Regions from separate parts of the Sus scrofa genome. Here region 2 is linked to region 1. Evidence: chromatin contacts called from public HiChIP or PLAC-seq data. All regions are on one chromosome and are shown on one strand. The core of a region is the stretch at or near the end of the contact, and the rest is flanking DNA. Distances in the headings are between cores, read along the strand shown.

Evidence for each region. HiChIP or PLAC-seq counts read pairs in DNA pulled down with a chosen protein or histone mark.
Region 2: an H3K27ac HiChIP or PLAC-seq map of skeletal muscle shows a contact between it and region 1. The contact joins two enhancer-like sites. A contact is called at or near these places in 3 of 47 Hi-C or Micro-C datasets (fetal heart ventricle, heart right ventricle and skeletal muscle) and 1 of 2 datasets of contacts at active chromatin or transcription factors (skeletal muscle).

Annotation. Positions count from the first base shown.
Region 1 is chr1:204,155,651-204,160,249 of Sscrofa11.1, forward strand. ADAMTSL1 (ADAMTS-like protein 1) reads right to left here. Exons shown (of 30, transcript XM_021074260.1): 16 at 4,369-4,498. Among named protein-coding and RNA genes, the nearest start is that of SAXO1, 370 kb to the left of the region's middle. Within about 2 kb of position 2,396, at least 4 of the 83 cell types and tissues checked have an H3K27ac peak or open chromatin away from gene starts, as enhancers often do. A contact at or near this core is called in skeletal muscle, where this site is marked.
Region 2 is chr1:204,418,423-204,422,892 of Sscrofa11.1, forward strand. All of the region lies in intron 2 of ADAMTSL1 (ADAMTS-like protein 1), which reads right to left. Among named protein-coding and RNA genes, the nearest start is that of ADAMTSL1, 520 kb to the right of the region's middle. Within about 2 kb of position 2,504, at least 25 of the 83 cell types and tissues checked have an H3K27ac peak or open chromatin away from gene starts, as enhancers often do. A contact at or near this core is called in skeletal muscle, where this site is marked.

The sequences.
Region 1 (4,599 bases), core at 1,146-3,645:
TGCGGCCTGGGGTTGATACCATAAAGCCTCCATAAAGCCTGCAGAGCATGACACCAGCTCTGCACCTTAGTGGCAAGGTGACCGTGGATGACCAGCTAGTTCCTACTTCGGCTCATGGCCTCCACGTTTGATTGGGAAACACCCCCACCTGTGCTCATTGTGTAGCTCCAAGAGCACTGCCTCGTAAAAAGCGGAACTCCAAGTTATGGCATGGAAGGCTTCAGAATTGAAAAATTACATTTGTTTGATGTCAGTCATTTTAACTGAGAGATACGTTTGCTGATTTTGCAAACCTATGGCTACTCTGATTTTCAAACTCTTAGTTAAGCCTGTAAACATCCTAGTCCTTACCAGTTTTTCAGTGTTGTGGTTTTACATAAATTTTACCTAAGTCTTAAAAAAAAAAAAAAGGTCTAAAAGCATGGACTTCCCATTGTGGCTCAGAGGGTTAAGAACCTGACTAGTATCCACTGGGAGGTGGGTTTGATCCCCGTTCTCACTCAGCGGGTTAACGATCCAGTGTTGCTGTGGCTGTGGCATAGGATGGCAGCTGCAGCTCCAATTTGACCCCTAGCCTGGGAATTCCATGTGCCACAGGTGCGGCTCTAAAAGGAAAAAAAGGTCTACAGACAATAAATGCTGAGAGGGTGTGGATAAAAAGGAACTCGGTGGGCATGTAAATTGCTGCAGCCATTATGGAGAACAGAATGGAGGTTCCTTAAAAAAACTTAAAAATAGTTACCATATGATCCTGAAATCACACTTCTGGGCATATATCCAGAGAAAATGCACCCCTGCATTTGTAGCAGTACGATTTACAACAGCCAAGACATGGAAGCAACCTAAAGGTCCATTGACAGAGGAATGGATAAAGATGTGGTACATATATACAATGAATACTACTCAGCCATAAAAAGGAATGAAATAATGCCATTTGCAGCAATACAGATGGACCTAGAGATTATCATACTAAGTGAAGTAAATCAGAGAAGCACAAATACCATATGATATCCCTTATATGTGGAAATTAAAGAAGTGATACAAACAAACTTATTTATAAAACAAAAATAGATTCACAGACATAGAAAACAGATTTATGGTTACCAAAGAGGGAAAGGGTGGGGAACAGATAAATTGGGAATTTGGGATTAACATATTCACTCTACTATATATAACTTAGGTAAACAACAAAGACCTACTGTAGAACACAGGGAAATATACTCAATATTTTGTAATAAGTATATTTGTAATAGATAATGGAAAAGAATCCAAAAAAGAATATGTATAATATATATAACCAAATCACTTTGCTATACACTTGAAACAAACATAACATTGTAAATTAACTATATTTCAATAAAAATTAAATCTGCATTAAAAATACAGTACTCGTCAATCAATAACTACTATTTTTTGAAGTGTTCTAAAAAAAAAATTCAGGGAGCCTGTGCACATGCATGAATGCACACACACACAGACACACACATAGTCACATATAGACACACACAACCTGGAATGATTGGAATACCTCCTGCTTGAGAACACAGCCTTTTTGCTGAGAATAGCCAGGCATGTGCAGCCATCAGTCTAAACCTGGTGAAAGCTGGACATGTGCTTCTGATACCAGGTCTGCCAATCACACAGAGGAAATTAGAGGGTAAGTTTCATCTTAGAAAGACAGCCTGGATCAGTCATGCCTTCTAGGGCCTTTGGTATTTCTTTGTGTGACCTGATAACTCTGACCGCGACACAAGAGAAAAAGCAGCTTCCTAACTGGTGATCAGTAAGACGAACAACTTCCTAGAAAAGCTCTTTCTCTTAACCAGCAACACCTCCTAGAGACACGAACCCAGTGACTAAGATGAGGAACATCACTTCCACATATCCCACAGGAAATGCTATTTTATTTTTTAACACATGGACATTCAGCACAAGCCAAGAACCCAAAAGCCAGTGTACAGAAACTTGAGGCCCATCAGGGTACATACCAAAATGTGCAAGGAACACTGATCCACAATAAGAATTGTGGATTTAAGATTTAAATTAGCCCCAAATGAAGTGTAGGTGCTTGGGAGACAACACAACCATGCCCCTTCTAAATACATTTTCTCTTTCATGCACATGACATCAACATTCAGAAGGAAATATTTTACCCCTGGATGTCAGACTGAAATATTCCACAGTAGATGCATCTCTACACATTTCACACTTTTAAGATGAAACTCTGCTTTGGCTCTTGGATGGAAGGTGATGGCAGCAAGTCATATCAGGTCACTTTGGCCCCCTTTGTTGTTTTAATTAGCATCATTCCACAAAGGCTCATCTGTGTCTAGTTGGCTGAAGAAAGCCCTGGCTGTGCCCAGCAAGAGGTCCTGTCTGTCAGTCTGATGGCTGGCTGGTGGACATCAAAGCACTGAGTTTATCTGGGGCAAATGCAGTAATGTCAAGTCCGGCAAAGGTCCTTGCCTTGGAGCCAATCAAAAGGTCATAGAGTAAGTCGGGCTTATCTAATTTAAGCATAGTCAGTACTTGGAGGATGGGAAGTAACATTTTGTGTCCTATTTCTCCTGCTGCCCTATGAAGGGAGGGGTTTAGTGGTTGTAAATCCCAGAAGACGTTCAGTTTCTCCCAATTAGTGACTCCTCGGCATTACCTCCTACAGCTCATCAGAGCATTTTGATGTTATCACAATGCTGCAATGTGCTTAGAAAGATCCCCCCTGCTGGTTTTGCAAGTGATGGTAAATAAGAGAACAGAAATGATATCAATTATCAGCACAGAGCAGCAGTAGCAGTAGTAGTCTAGTATCTCTGCCTTTAGAGTCACAAAGAGTTATGGGACTATTTGAGCAGGACACGATGACCTTGGATCATCTGGTACAGCTAGTTAGTTGTGCAGATGTGGAAACAGAAGGAGCAGACATCTTGCCCGATGGCACATAGCTAGTGGGTGGCAGAGCTAGGATGAGAAGCCAGGCCTCCTGACTGGCCAACCAAGGCCCTTGTAGGCTGTCTCTGCTGTAATCTTTCTGCTTCTTCCTGTTAAGGAGACTGCAGTCAAACAGAGGGGATTTGGACTCCTTGATCATGCAGTGAGGTCTCATGCTCGCTGGAGAATAGTGAGGTCGGGACAGAGATGTGGGCAGGGGTAGAAAAAGAGGTTTCTTAGGATTCTATGCACTAGATCTAGGCTTTTTTAGCCCAGCCCTTGGCTATTTTACTAGCTGCTGTTCTCATGGGAGGGGTGCTGCTCCAAGCAGTGGCTGACTGATTTTCTGGCTGCCTTGGCTGCCTTGGCGAATATGGCACTCATGGCCCTCTTCACTTCTGCATCTGAAGAGGGAAGCCAGACCCACCCTTTAGATCAATACAGGACAACTCTGGTGACAAGCAGGAGAGTGGGATGGTGCCCTGATCTGATCCAAGGAGACTAACAATCTATATCATCTAAGTCCCAAAGAAAGGCCCCTAGGTGGCTGGCAAGTGGGACAAGCAGCATTAGCTTGACCAGAAAACTATCCTTAATTCCTGCAGGCAACACATGGCTTCTTATGTGATACTTAGCAGAAATGGAAGAAATATTCTTCAAAAACAGCAACTGCCTCCATATCTAGGATATGACCTGGGAACATTCTTCACCCCATTGGCAGACTTGAAAGTCTGGCTCTGGTTCTTTCAAGGCCTCCCTTTGAAATCAGCCTCATGGATGAGATGGTTTAGCTTCTAGAGACTTGTTGCAAACAAGCATCTGAAGGCAAGTCTGTACAGACACAATAACATTGTGTGGACTGAAGCAGTGATTGGATTGACTGACTAAGACTCAAGGTTGGATAATAATGAGACCCAGGCAGGGCTGAACAATGAAATGCTCTATTGATTTTAGGCATGTGGATTGACACATGCCCCCCAGAGCATGCTATCATGAATCTGCATGCTGTGTGCATACAAATTTCACAGCAGATCTGTTATACTACCCAGATGCTTCAGTTCCTACAATCCACAAGCCAAATTGTTATTAGCATGCGAAGGCCTGGGATGCAGACTAAAAGGTGGCAGAGACCATAATGTCTGTGGTCAGTTCACATTTCCTCCAGGAGAAAGCAGCCATGTAGCCTGTGTACATATCGGCCACACCACCCGGCTTTGCTTTGGTGCATGGAGCCTTCCGGACCCTGAGCATGACCACTGGGCTGGAATTCCAAAGCCCTGGTTTCAATTAAATTTAAGCGGATTTGACTGAAAGTTTGAACTGATGCTAATTGGTTTTCAAAACACTGGGTAACAATAAGCATTCAGGTCTTGCCCACAGACAGACGCGCCCCATTCTGAACACACTCCTGGGCACCAGGGTGGCCAGTGCCCCCCTTACCTTGCCGGGCAGGGATCCAAACTGCAGGATTTCAGGAGCTGGGGGGGCCGCCGGCTGGTCACGCACAGGTTCTCGTCTGCGGGCTCTCGCGTCTGTTTGTTCAGGCAGCTCACCACAGCCTCTTGGACACCTGCGTACAGATCACAACGTCAGGCCCACATGGGCATGTGGGGGGCGAGCGGGTGGAGACAGGGTGGCTGGTGGGAGGTCTCTGGTAGGGAGGACCTGCTG
Region 2 (4,470 bases), core at 1,254-3,753, 260 kb after region 1:
AAAGTTTCCTGAGTGTGAATCGCCTGCCCTGATCTAATTTTCTTATAAATCCTGCTAGTTTTAATGCATGTTTCCCAGGATCTCAAGACTTTTCAGAAATGCCTACCACACAATAATAGAACTGCCTGGATATGTGAAAGCATAATGTCAAGTATAATAGGCTGCATGTGAATATAGTAAGAAAATTCTAAGCATGATCTGTAGTGGTTAGCTAGCCAATGCTATCAGGAAGATATATCAGGATTTGGGAGAAGACTGAACCTTGAATATAAATAGCAAGTTACTGGATGGTATGAAGCAGTATAGTGAAATAAGAGCCTAGGTTCAAACCACACTGAGGGTCAAAGAGTTGACCACTTTCTTATTATATAACTTTGGGTACACAGATCATCCTCTACATCTCCATTTCATTATCTATCAAATGACAGTTCTGTAGGAAGATGAAATGGGATAATAATATAACATGCTTAGCACACTGCCTGGCATTCATTCAATGAGAACTGATTAAGGGTCTGAGAGCCAGGCACTCACTACTGGGGAGCCTAAGGATACGGTTGCAAACAAAGTACAATGTAGAGTATTCAATTTTTTTTTAAATGCAGTTATTACAAGGGTGTTTCTCATTTCCTTATATCTGCTCCATATACTTCTGAAAACGGAATCTCTTCAGTTAGCAATAACAACGAGCAAATCCAGTTGTTGGTACGTTATGTGTTCTTTACTCCATTGCTGGAACATATCATCAAAGCAAAGTTAAGACAAAGGCACTGGGGTGATCATGTTGTCTGAGGAACAGTGCTGGATAGGGGAGTCCCTGGCAGGGCTGGCCGGTCGGTCATGACCTAGGGAAAATGACTCTTTGTTTCTTAAGATGCTTCTAGACAGCAACAAAGAACCAAAAAGAACTTTGCAGAACACCAATATGGAATCATTTAAAAAGAATAAGGAAGAAAAAGACCGGCTACCCGGTCTTGGCTTACAGTGCGGGAGTGTGTGTGTAGGTGGGGGAGGGGGTACAAGGGCTCTGGAAGGGAGCCCTGGCGGCTCTGTCTTCCCTGGGTGCTGGGGCGGGGGGGGGGGGGGGCTCGAACACTTGGTGAAATGCACACTTGGTGAAATGCACATTTGGTGAAATGCAAAGATCAATCAGATTCACAGGGCAGTGGGGTAGTGGGGGCGGGAGTCAGAGAGGGGGGCTGCCCTGTGTGTCCAGACCCTCTCTGCGCCTGCTTGTCTGTTTGGGTAAGCCTAAACTGAGCGCAGGGTCCTCACTGGCTGCCGAGGAGCTGGCGCCGGGCAAGAGACTTGCAGCCAACAACAGCAAATGGTGGCGGTGAAGAGGAAGCCTGCGGTGCTGCAGCCCCCTCTAGGGTAACATTTAGGAGCATGAGAAGAAAGGCAATGCAAGAGGGCAGCTTGGAAGGAAGGGACAGGCTTGAAATTCGAGCGAGGGGACCGGACTGGAGAGAGGTGGGGGGAAGCCAGCAGTAGTTCCAAAATACCGCGTCAGGTCCTGCTGACACCAAAGCAAAAACATCCCTCACCACCCCAGGGGCTGGGAGGCTGAGTTCACTTGTCCATGGGGGTGGCTGCCCTAGTGGTGTTGGGTTCCTTGACAGAGATCAAAAGGGGAGCTTGCTGCTCTTAGAGCAGAACTCTGCATACACTCTTCAGAGAGGTGCTCTGTTTTCACCAGAAGTTATTTTTCAAAAATAACAAGTTTGGGGTTTCTCTCTCCTTCGATGTCTCCTTTCATTCATATTCTGATTCTGTCTCTCTCTTCTCTCCTTTCTTTCTTCTGGTCGTGATTAAGACCAGAAGTGCTCAATTAATGCTATCCTGTTGCATAAGGCCAATGAAGAGAACTGTTATTTGGCTCAATGTTATCTGGCCTGATGTGGTGAATAAACAAGACCCGGTGCAGGGCCCACCAGGCACGTGGTGGCAAGAGTCCCCACAGCCCCTCTTCTGCCCATGCCATCGTGCAGCCTGGATTAGCAAGCAGGGCTGTATAATTGCCAGGAGAATGGTGCCTGATCTTGGCATTGAAAGTGTATCAGTGTTAACAGCTGGGTGCCTATGTCATGCTCAATGACGATTTAGTGGCAACATCGGATATCAGATTAGCCAGGCTAGCAGGCAGGGGCTGTCTTCTTGCCAAAGCTGTGCAGCTCCAAAGGTCACGGTGACCTCCTGGGCTTAATATTGGTATTTAATGAAATGCCTTCCTTATCACTCTTCTCGGCCAAGGGCTTTATTTCTGAGAAGAGCTTCCAAATATAACATGATCTAGTGTCCTGGGTTGCCTTGCTAAACTCCCAAGAGGTGCCTCTGTACCTCAGACTCTGAATGGGTGGTGAGCTAGGAACAAAGATATAAGGGAATTCAGAAAGGGAGGGAGCCAACAGGAACGGTCAATCAGGATAGGACTTGTGTTATCCCAATGAGTTTAGACTTGACCTTGTAGCAGTGAGAAGGCAGTTATAGGATCTTATACTTTATACAAAACAGAGTCAGAGACTGCAGGCTGTTGTGACTGAAAAAGGAAGCCCCATTGCTCCCAATGGGAGAGAGAAGTGAGGTCTGAACCACACTATTAGCAGCAGAAACAGAGGGAAGGGAAGGACGCAAGAGATATGAAGGTGGTAAAATTTACAGGACATGGTGACTACTTGGAAGTGGGACATGAGAAAGAGAGCATGTCTGGCTCTAGAAATCCAGCTGCATGGGTGCTGCTGCCCTTAAAAAATGATGGGTTATTAAGAAGTAGGTTTGGGAGTTCCCATTGTGGCTCAGTGGGTAACGAATCCGACTAGGAACGATGAGGTTGTGGGTTCGATCCCTGGCCTTGCTCAGTAGGTTAAGGATCCGGCATTGGGATCCTGCGTTGCTGTGGCTGTGGTGTAGGCCAGCAGCTGTGGCTCCGATTCGACCCCTAGCCTGGGAACCTCCATATGCCACAGGAGTGGCCCAAGAAATGGCAAAAAAGACAAAAAAAAAAAAAAAAAAAAAAAAGTAGGTTTGCCAAGAATGCTGGAGTGGAGCTAGTGAGTTCATTTGTGATGTGCAGAGTGTGATGTGCATAGCAACCACCAATGTCCTTCAATGGGGACCCCTCTTTGCTGCAGCGAATCACCTTGCCAAAGACTACAACCCTCCTAGATGATGGCCTATTGCCAGTGACTGGTTGATGCCTGGGTACAAAGGCCCATTCCCCCTGGCTTCAATTTAGGACAACTCTGAATAATTATTCCAGCTCTAGAGCCCCCCTTCGGCTTGGTCACAGCCTCCTTGTGGGTCAGCTTTTACCTCTACCTGCCTGTCCTTTCTCTTCCTTACAGGTGTGTCTCCCAAGGATCCTCCCCAACAATCCTTCTGCAGGTAAATCTCTACCCATCCCAGGGTAGAGACACTTCCAGGGACACTTTATAAGAGAGTGTGGTTAGAAGAAAAGGATTCCAGAGGATGGCTAAGAAAATAGAAAATATATAGTTTTGAAACCTAAAGGAAGAGTAAAGTTTCTGGGAACAGATAGGAGTTGATAGTATCAAATACCACAGAGAGCTGTAGAGTAAAAAAGGGCTGAGAAGTATTCACTGAACAGCCAGGAGGTAAGCCATGGATAACTATGACCAGGGCTGTTTAAAGGAGCAATAGTGTAGAAGACAATTTGCAGTGGGTCCACTGGGAACCATATCTAGTCACCTACGATGGAGTGTGATAATGTGTGTATGTATGACTGGGTCACCTTGCTGTATAGTAGAAAATTGACAGAACACTGTAAACCAGCTATAATAGAAAAAAATAAAAATCATTTGAGACTTAAAAAAAAAAAGAACAACACAGGCACGTGGAGAGAGTCAGTGTAGACTGCTGTTTGAAGAATCATGTCTGTGGAGACTCCGAGAGAGGTCTGGTGGTGGAAGTTAGGGAAGGAGATAAGGTCAAGGTCCCCATGAATTGAAAAGAACAGACTGAGACAAAATAGCCAAAGGAAAGAAAGATGATGATGCCACTGGGGAAAGAGGAGAACATGAATAAAGCAATGTGTTTGAGGTGGGCAGGATGCCATGCCAGCCATGTCTTTCTGTCATACTGGCTGCGGGGAGGTGTGGAGGAGATGGAGGAAGCGAGCAAGACTGTTCACTATCTTCTACATCATGCCTCCAATCCTTCTCTGAGCACTGAACGTCACAACCTTCTTCAACTTCTTTCTGTCCTTGCTTCCCACTAGTCTCCTTCTGACTTGTAGCCCTCAAAACAACCCAGGCCACTGCAAGCACACCAAGGTCCCTCCACTTCGATTACCACTGGACCTTTTCTTATTATTTCCTTAGCCTGCCTTTCTGGATGTACCCAGGGTTAGGTGTTTTTAAATGTGTGCCTATTCTTTAAAGTAGATCAAATACTACCTAATGCACTCCTGTTTACTCTCTGTCCTGGCCTCAGCAACCTCTCCTCAGGTCTGTG